2 separate regions of the Mus musculus genome follow, and region 2 is linked to region 1. Evidence: chromatin contacts called from public promoter capture Hi-C data. All regions are on one chromosome and are shown on one strand. Each heading gives the region's core, a stretch centred on a gene start, on an enhancer-like site or on the middle of the called end of the contact. The rest is flanking DNA. Distances are from core to core; before and after follow the strand shown.

What was found. Promoter capture Hi-C pulls out the DNA fragments that hold promoters and counts their contacts.
Region 2: a promoter capture Hi-C map of liver shows a contact between it and region 1, with 2.2 times the contacts expected there. The contact joins the promoter of Map3k6 here to the promoter of Atpif1 in region 1. A contact is called at or near these places in 2 of 39 promoter capture datasets (liver and pre-B cells).

What each region holds. Positions count from the first base shown.
Region 1 is chr4:132,533,695-132,538,317 of GRCm38.p6, reverse strand. Atpif1 (ATPase inhibitory factor 1) reads left to right here and starts at 2,904. Exons shown (of 4, transcript NM_007512.4): 1 at 2,904-3,579; 2 at 4,383-4,623. It overlaps Dnajc8 (DnaJ heat shock protein family (Hsp40) member C8), which reads right to left and starts at 2,759. Exons shown (of 9, transcript NM_172400.3): 1 at 2,655-2,759; 2 at 30-131. The coding sequence starts at 2,732.
Region 2 is chr4:133,237,998-133,242,912 of GRCm38.p6, reverse strand. Map3k6 (mitogen-activated protein kinase kinase kinase 6) reads right to left here and starts at 2,095. Exons shown (of 29, transcript NM_016693.5): 1 at 1,482-2,095; 2 at 1-95. The coding sequence starts at 1,824. It also overlaps the pseudogene Fcnc-ps.

The DNA.
Region 1 (4,623 bases), core at 1,655-4,154:
ACCAAACTCTACAGTAACAATCTACTCACCTCAAATGGGTTCAGATTAAAGTAAGAGGAACCAGGACGAGTCAATCTTTCAATTTGATTTTTGGATGTTAGAACTGAATCTCTCTTCTCTATTTGTTTCACCTAAAAGTAAAAGAATTGGTAATCCCATTAGTAAGAATAAGCTAAATATATCTACTTTAACACAACGCTAAAATGCTCAGCAGACAACGATTTATATCTCCCATGTCCAAGACACTTTGGTAACTGGAGAACAACCACAGCGGCGTAGCTATTTTACAATGATATTTCAGATCTCCACGTAAATGCTAAGCATGGCCGCGTGCGCCTGGAAACCCAGAGCTGGGCAGGGAGGAGACAGGGAGGCCCCCAGAGCTCACACCCTGCACAGCCCGGCTAAACTGCTGAGCTCCAGGTTCAGTGACAGGTCTTGTCTAAAAGAATAATATGGACAGTGAAAAACATATGACAATGACCTCTGTGCCCATTTGTGTATACATGTACGCTACATGCAATCTGTAAAATTCACATTTACTATGTAAACACTTCTCTCCAGGAGTATTAGCCACTCCACATTTTTTTTAATTATTTTGTTTTATGAATATGAATGCTCTATCTGCATGAATACCCACATGCCGGAAGAGAGCATCAGATCTCATTACAGATGATCGTGAGCTACCATGCAGTTATTGGGAATTGAACTCATGACCTCTGCAAGAGCAGCCAGTGCTCTTAACCGCTGTGCCATCTCTCCAGCCCCCATTATCCCATTATAGGGAAATTATGGCTTACAGAAAGTGAGGTTTCCAATTACCTAACTTGTTAGAAATTTACCCTATGTCTGACTCACAATCAGAGGTCGAGAGGATTCCCAGATACTAAACACAACTACCACCAGAGACCTATATAGCTGCATGTGGGTACAATTAATCTATCTTTTTTTTTCTTTTCATTTTGAAAGGCAAAATGCACACTGAACCATGACCTATGAGCAACATTCAACACCATTATGAAGGACTTACGAGGTGGCTCAGTTGGTGGAGTTCTTGCCTAGCATGCACAAGATCCTGGGTTTGACCCTTGGCAAAAGAAAACGGCTGGGTGTGGTGGCTCATTCCTGTACACGAGCACTTAGGAGGCTGAAGCAGGAGAGTGAGCCCTAGTTCCAAGCAGCCTACACTGCGAAGTGAGTAAAGCCACCTAAGCTTCATTGGGTACTTGTCTTAAAAACAAAAGGACAAGCAGGGTGATGGCGGCAACCATCTTTGACAGACACGGGTGGGTGATCTCTGTGAGTTCAAGGCAAGCCTGGTCTACAAAGCACCAGGACAGCTAGGGTTGTACAGGGAAACTCTTGTCTCAAAAAGCCAAAACTAAATTTAAAAAAATATAATAAAAACACAAGAGGGCTAAATCAGAGTCCGTGCTGATTGTCAATGTTGCACCGGGAAGCACAGGCCTTTCTTCTCTGTTTCCTGCCTGAGGATGTCAACTGCCCTGCCTCCATTTTCCACCAAGATGGACCAAAATTTCTCCAACTGTGAGCAATGCAAAATATGCTAACAATGTGAAGGAAAAAAATATTTCCTAACATAAAAAAAAAATTTTTTTTTTGTTTTTGTTTTTTGAGACAGGGTTTCTCTGTGTAGCCCTGGCTGTCCTGGAACTCATTCTATAGACCAGCCTGGCCCTGAACTCAGAAATCCGCCTGCCTCTGCCTCCCAAGTGCTGAATTAAAGGCATGAACCACCATCGCCCGGCTTACAAGTATTCTTATAAGCACAAGAGATAATGGCTCTGGTCCCAGCACTTTGGAGGCTGAAGCAAGAGGGTCCAACCTGGGCTACCAGAAAGTACTTAATTCGAAAACGACTGCTTTATAATTTTCAAGCTGCTTTTTTATACACGAAACCCTTTAATCGTCGTGAAAACTCTTACAATGTTAACTTGCCAGTGTGGGAACTGATGTCTTGAAATTTCAACAGCAGTTAGGCTAATTGCCTTGCGAGAACGCAATATGTGGGCCTCTGACGCCAGATAGCTAACTTTAACTCAGTTTATTCATTCATTTAATCAACGGATATATGCGAAACATCCACCACGCATTAGGCACTGGCGATGCAAATGTCAACAAGGCTCAGAGCAAGTTCACTCCTGTCCTACCTGACACCAAGAACGTATGCACCCTCTTAAGAGGTTCGTCATGTTAAAGATGGAGGGTTCACATACGCATTCTTGTCCCGATGAACAGTGCTCAGCACTGATAAGACCGCAGAAATCGCCACTCGCACAATTCATGGCAGAGGAGTGGGACAAGGGCCTCCTTCCTGTTTACAAATAAAAGTGGGTGCGCCGCAGCTCGGCCTCCGCCAGCCGGAGACTCCACCGCCAGCAGGCTGCACCGCGCGACCAGCAGCTCGCCGGGCCCCTCTCCGGGTCTGGGTCCACAGGCCCAGCCGCCCCGCCGCGTTCCGGGGACCTCAGTAGCCACAGTGGCGGTCGCGCATGCACTCCGCAGCCGATCCGCAGTCCCCAGGCCAGACGGCGCGGGCCAACGGTCCCAGGAGGCGCCTCGCCGGCCCCAGCCGCGGCGGACGAAGCCGGAGCACGGTCGTCCTAAGGCCACCATCCTTACTCCGGGCTCACCTCACTGTAGAAGGTCATAAATGCCTCCTCTGTGCTGCCTCCGCCACCCGAAGCACCACTCTCTCCCGAAGCCGCCATTTTCCCGGCTAACCACCACGTGACCGTTCTGCGCAAGCGCAGCCTCACGTAACCACCCAAGCCCGCCTTCCCGGACTCCCCGCCCGCCAGCTGAACTTAAAGGGGCCGAGACCTCTTTTTTTTTTTTTTCGGTTTTAGTTTTGGTTTTTCAGAATAAGGATAAAGTTTCATAGTGTTGCCCTGGTTGTCTCCAGTCTCTGACAGAAAGAAATCTGTTGTCTCTGGATATACCTATTATTATTCTGGACATTTCCCATGGATGGAATCTACTTATACAATTCTTATTTAGGTTTTTTTCATGTGACAGTTTTTTGGTTTTTTTGACCCAGGATTTCTCTGTGTAGCCTTGGTTGTCCTGGAATTCTCTCTGTAGACCAGGCTGACCTCAAACTCACAGAGATCTACATGACTCCCTGGAGTGCTGGAACTGGCCTGGGTAACCACCATGTACCAGTTTTTTAAGAGTTTATCCCAGTGGAGCCTATCCTGGTACTCCAGAGGCAGAGGTAGGCAGATCTTCTGAGTTTGGGGCCAGCCTAGTCTCTATAGTAAGTTTCAGGACAGCCAGGCCTGTGAAAAAAAAACTGTCAAAAAAATTTTTTTTTTTTTTACTGCATTTTATGGTGGCATCCAATTCCTCAAAGGTATGTCTATGCTATGATTTGTTGACCTCTTCAGTAGTTCAACATTTGGGGTCTTCTCACCTTTGGACCACTGTGAAATAGTATTATGAAGCTGGACATATGCCTGTAACCCCAACTCTGGGGAGGTGGAGACGGAAAGATGAGAAATTGGCTTCTTCACTGCGAGTTTGAGGCCATCCCGAGTTACAACAGATCTCATTGAGGTAGGGACAAAATCGGAAAATGGGATGGAAGCAATTATGAGCATGCATGTATAAGGATCTGTGCTTGGAGTTTGTTATTTAATTTTTAAAATTATACTTACTTATTAGTGGGGGCACAGTGTCACAATGCACATGGAGAGGTCAGGGAGAACAACTTTCAAGAGTCCGTTCTCTCCTTTCACCATTGGGGCCCAGCACTAGCCCTATGTGTGGGGGGCGGGGGGGGTGCGGGGGGGGAGTGTATGGGGGGGTGTGGGTGTTTATTCGTTTGTTTCTGAAAACAGGATCTTGTTATGAAGCCCTGGCTGGCCCAGAATTCCCTTTGTCGAATAGGCTAGATTAAGCTAGATTAAGCTCTTCCTGTGTGCCTCAGGAGTGCTGGGATTACAGGTTTGTACCACCAGTTCGCTTGATGTTCTTTTCAGTGTCCTTGTAGCCCGTCACCAAGTTATTAGGTCCATTCACCGACACATTGATACAGTTCAAAATTACTAATTCACTACCTACTAAGGCTCTGATGGCTTCACAAAGTAAACTGTGAGAAAGAACTCAGAAGCAAGGATAAAAAAAAATTGCTGTCAGGATGACTAGGAAGGTCAAAGAAGGGTTTCTCTGAGAAAGTGACATTTAAGGTGAGAGAAGGCACTGCAGTGGCAATATAACCAAAGAACAAGAACACCTCTTAAGAGATAAACACGATTTCATATGTATAAACAGAGGTTTGAGGTCGATATCCAGGCTGTCGGCATCCTAGGCATGGCTACCACAAACTTTGTGTTTCCCCAATCTATTCATGTCCATAGGGCTTGCCATCGTGTACATTTTTAATAAAATCGACCTTTGGACGGAAATTGTGCAGTGGGAGTGAACGAAATGCCTCATTCTAAAGAGACCAAAAGCCAAGATTCATCTTTTGACTTCGCTCTGTAGACTCCTGGGTCATGATGCGTTAGAGCCTTGTTTATTAACTGTTAACTAAGGGATAAATCCGCCTCCCTCTCAACAAACGCTGCAGATATCATAAGCCCCGCCCCCTCCCTCCTG
Region 2 (4,915 bases), core at 846-3,345, 710 kb before region 1:
CACGTTGTTGGTCATGCTGAAGCTCTCACGCACGCCGAGGTGGTAGAACAAGGAAGGCTGTGCCAGGGAGCTGCTCACCTCCAGCACCACTACATCTGTGGACACAGAAGTGTAGGCCTGAGCGTGGAAGCCCACCTCAGTGGCAAAGGAGCCTGGAGATGCATGCCACGTCAAGTGCCTTGCCTGCACCTCATGCCAAAGTCGGTGCTGCTCTCGAGAGCTTCCCGGGGTTTTCACAGTACTCTTATTGGTGGTGTTACAGGAGATGCCCAGGGACCTTCATCCCACTGAGCACTTCCAGGTTATGTAGGAGACAGGAACTTTGCAAAAAGAAGTCCCATTCTCTCTCTCTTTCTCTGTCTCTCTCTCTCTCCTCTCTCTCTTGTTTTATTTATATGTATGTGTGTGTTGGTGTGAGTGTATGATAGAAAGCGGCATCAGGATCCTCTGGAGATAAAGTTACAGGTGGTTGTGAGCATGCACACCCCGTGTGCATGCTGGGAACCTCGGGTCCTCGGGAAGAGCAGCAAGTGCTCTTAACCTCAGCGCCATCTCTCCAGTCTTGAAGCCAGGGTCCTGAGGGTGATCTGCATCATCGTGTGTGAAGACAACGTCGTGCTTTTATGTGTGTTTGTGTAGCTTACTGTATCCAGCCATCTTTAAGTGACAATGTCCGCAAGGGAGGGACTGTATGAGTCAACGCAGATGATTCCACTTTATCTGTGGTCTGACCGGGTCAGCCTTCATTTTTAAGCTACAATTTAGCAGATGTCCAGGATACAAGGCTCTCTGACTCGGAGATAAACAAATAGGGATGAGGTGGAGCATCCGGTAGGTGGGAAAGAGAGGAATAGCTATCTTCCGACCTCACCCTTGGACTCCCTGTATCTCCTCTAGACCCACCCCTGCCCCACCCATTTTCTTTCGACTCCTAGTCTCCAAATACAATCCCTTTCTCCTATAATCCAGTCCCGAAGAGTTGCCTCAGTACTTCCTTTCCCGCCCCTTTAGTCCCATGTGGGATGTAGTATGCTAGGACTTATCAACCCCAATCCTGCAGAGATGGCCCCTTGCCATAGACCGAACTTCCGTCTCAGGCCTGATTCACCCTCAAAAGTCCAACGTGAGATCATCCTGAAAAAGAGTTCTCCCGCTTACGCAGGGAAGCGCAGCTCTGCCCCTCCCTCAGCCCCGCCCCTCCCCAGCCCCGCCCTTAGAGTTCGCCTGCTCCGCCCCACCTGCTTGGCACCACGCTCACCGAAAGATACTTAAACTCCGGAGCCAGGCCTGAATCCCCAGATCCAGCCTCAAGCCCATCACATCCATAATCCACTAAATGCCCTGTCGTTACTGCCTTGTCTCAAGTTCGGCTTTAGTTTACCGTAAATTCCCTAGACCTGGTACCCACACCCGCCCCGTCAGGGTTCTAAAGCTCCGCCCCTTGCCCCGCCCAGACTCAAGCCCCGCCCCGAGACGCTCACCCGCGTTGTAGAAGGAGTCCAGCGCAGCGGTGTCGCCTAGCGCCAGCGTCGCAAAGGGTAGGCTGCGTAGCTGCGGGGGTGGCCGTGTGCCCTGGAGCTGAGCGCAGGCCTCGCGCAGGCATCGCAACGGCAGCGGCTCTGCCTCGGTTCCCGACCCGGGCTCCACCCCGAGCCCCGGCTCCCGGGTCAGCACGTAGACCACACTGAGAGGCCGGCTCCGCGCGCAGCCCCGACCCGTGACCGCAGGAGACGAGCGGCCCCGGCTCAGCGCCTCCGCCAGCGGGTCCTGCCAGCAGCTGCCCGCCCGTTCTAGAACCCCGGCCCCAGGACATGGCCCCGCCATGCGGGGGCGCTCAAGCGCGGGGCCCCGGGCGCGGGGAACCCGGGACAGGGCACGAGGCTGAAGGTGTGGATCCAGTCGGGATCCGGAGATGGGCTGGACGTCCTGTTCCGGAACTCTTAAGTCCAGAAAGACTTCTTTGCTCAATCTTTCACGGTCCTTACAGATCTGCAATCCAGGACTGGGTTCTGGGAATCTGGGGTACCCAGTAATCCTCGGCTCACAGGTCACAGAAGAGTCCTGGGAAGTCAACCGGCAGCGTGCTACACCCAGACTTCTCAAGGGAGCGCTGGCAGTCACTCTGTCCTGCCCTCACATGTAGGCTGGGCCCAGCCCTTTCCCGACTGGGAAAGGCTCCACCCTCGGCCCTGGGGCAATGAGGCTCCCCAGCGGCTCTCCCTCCCTCCTCTCCGGCTAGAACCTCTGACACTGTCCACTTCCGGAACAGCCTGTGCCCCTATTCGGGCCAAACACTGTTGACTGCTTACTGCAAGCGCTCGTAAGACGTGTGCCCAGCCCAGGGATAGGAAACAGGACAGCCCCGCCCTGCAGGGACCTGGTAAATGAATGGACACTGGGCGGGGGAAGGACGGGGGAGCAAAACATTGTGTAGGCGGCACATGTAATGTTCCTGCTGGTAGGGGTCAGAATGTTGACAAGCGCTTTCCTCAGAGCCTCTCTTGCAGTGAAACCTTGTGGACCTTATTGGTCCACCCGAAACTTGACCATGGAGCTGAAAAGCACTTCTACGGTAAACTTCCTATCTACCCTTTGAAGGAACTCCAGAAGTCTCCGCTTTTTGGGTTACAAGGTTATCCCGGCTTCAAATTCACCAAGAAGCTTTAACATCATAGTATGAATCTAAGTTGCTATAAACCTTAGAGGGCCCTGAACTTAGAAATGAGACTTTGAGACTCTGAGGTTAGGGCCATGTTTCATAATCGTTTATTATGGTAGGGCTTGGGCATGAGAGACAGCACAGCTGTAAAGACCACTTGCTGCTCTTTCAGAGGGCCCTGGTTTGGTTCCCAGCACCCACATGGTGGCTCACCATCATCTGTAACTGTAGGCCCAGGGGAGTCCTGGCACTCTCCTGACCTGCATAGGCGCCCAGCACATACATGGTGCACATATATAATTACAGGCAAAAGATGCACATGAAATAAAACTAAAACTTTATAAAAATAATATGTTGGGGCTTTGGACAAATGGACCTTTCAACAAACGGTAGGAAGCCTCTGTTTCACAGCCTTCTTGTCTCATGGAAGGAAAAAAATATATCTTCCTAGGTTTGAACCAATGGGATAGACGAGCAATAGAAAGGGAGAATGTGGCCCATTACAGAGGTTTGGGTAGAAAACACACTTACAAGAAACAAATGGGAACCAAGTGGTGGTGGCACATGTCTTTAAGCCCAGCACTCAGGAGGCAGAGGCAGGTGAATCTCTGAGTTCAAGGCCAACCTGGTCTACAGAGTTTCCAGGACAGCCAGGGCTGCTGAGTGAAACCCTGTCTCATAAAATCAACCAACCAACCAAACAGCAAACAAAGAGTGAGAGAAAGCTGTCCTCAGATGCATCCACTTTGGGCTTGGGGGCCCAGGAGGATTGCGAGTGGGTGGTTGAATCTCTCACCTCACTGCCCCCTAGCATTTCTTGCATCCTTCTAGGATCTGAAGCCCGGAGAAGTCCTACCCATTCGTCTTCCTGATTAGAAGTTCTTCCTTGAATGGAACTGAAGCTTGTGTCCCTGCCCTGTTTTCTATAGGTTTTCTCCTGAGTAAGAAAAGATTTGTAAAGTGTTACAAAGTGGCCCTGCAAGCAGAGGCAGTTGGCAGTGAGGTGGCCAAGGGATGGAAGCTGTAAGGAGTGACGATACCGACAATCGAGTGCTCTAGCAAAGCATTATGTGTAATCCCACAGTAGGGGTGACCCATGCCTTTTTCTGAGGTCCAGTCAATGCCATACATGTGGGCAGTGGTCTCAGATGCAGCATAATGCCCCTTGAGATTGGTTCAGTTGCAGGATCCGTACAACCCAGCACCAGGGACAGTTACTGCACAGTTGTCCCATCTTGAATAAGGCTCTGCACCATCAGTGGTAGAAGTCTTTCCACTGGGCTGGAGAGGTGGATCAGCAGTTAAGGGCACTGACTGCTCTCCTGAAGGTCCTGAGTTCAAATCCCAGCAACCACATGGTGACTCACAACCACCCATAATGAGATCTGACACCCTCTTCTGATGTGTCTGAAGACAGCTACAGTGTAGTTACATGTAATAATAAATTAATCTTTAAAAAAAAAAAGTCTTCCCACTGTGGAAGATGAGAGTCCCCTGCAGCAAGGAGTGGAAGACACCTTGGCACCCTACAGGATGCCTGAAGCCCTTACAGATATTACCCCAAGGCAGCCTCCAATCAGTAATGAGGTGAATGTTATCAGGCCCCATGAGAGCCAACAGCACCAAGGAGCCAATTTTTGTTGGTTTGTTTGTCTATGGTCATTCAGCTAGTCACAGTGGAAGTGGGACTTTTTTTGTTCCAAGCCATCAGTTTGACCCAAGTCTTTTGTTTTGTTTTGTTTTGTTTTTTCAAGACAGGGGTTTATCTGTATAGCCCTGGCTGTCCTGGAACTCACTTTGAAGACCAGGCTGGCCTCGAACTCAGAAATCCGCCTGCCTCTGCCTCCCGAGTGCTGGGATTAAAGGTGTGCGCCACCACGCCCAGCAAGTCTTTTTTTTTTTATTAGATATTTTCTTCATTTACATTTCAAATGCTATCCCGAAAGACCCCTATACCCTCCCCCCTTGACCCAAGTCTTATCCCCTCCAGAGTTCCCAGCTTCTCTCCAGTCCCTTTGTCTACTCTCAGTCCCAGCAAGCAGCCTGAGCAACATTGCCAGGGAGAGCTGAGAGGAACCTCTTGGGCCTGGGCAGGAAAGGGGGCTCCTTAGAGGCACCCCGCCATAACCACTTCCCCTTTCAGTTATCTCCTAACACTGCTTCTCTGAAAGAAGTCTGCCGGTTCCTCTCCTGGAGCAGACCACACTGGTGCACACACACCAAAGCGGCAGATAACAGCCCCACCCCTGCACTGCA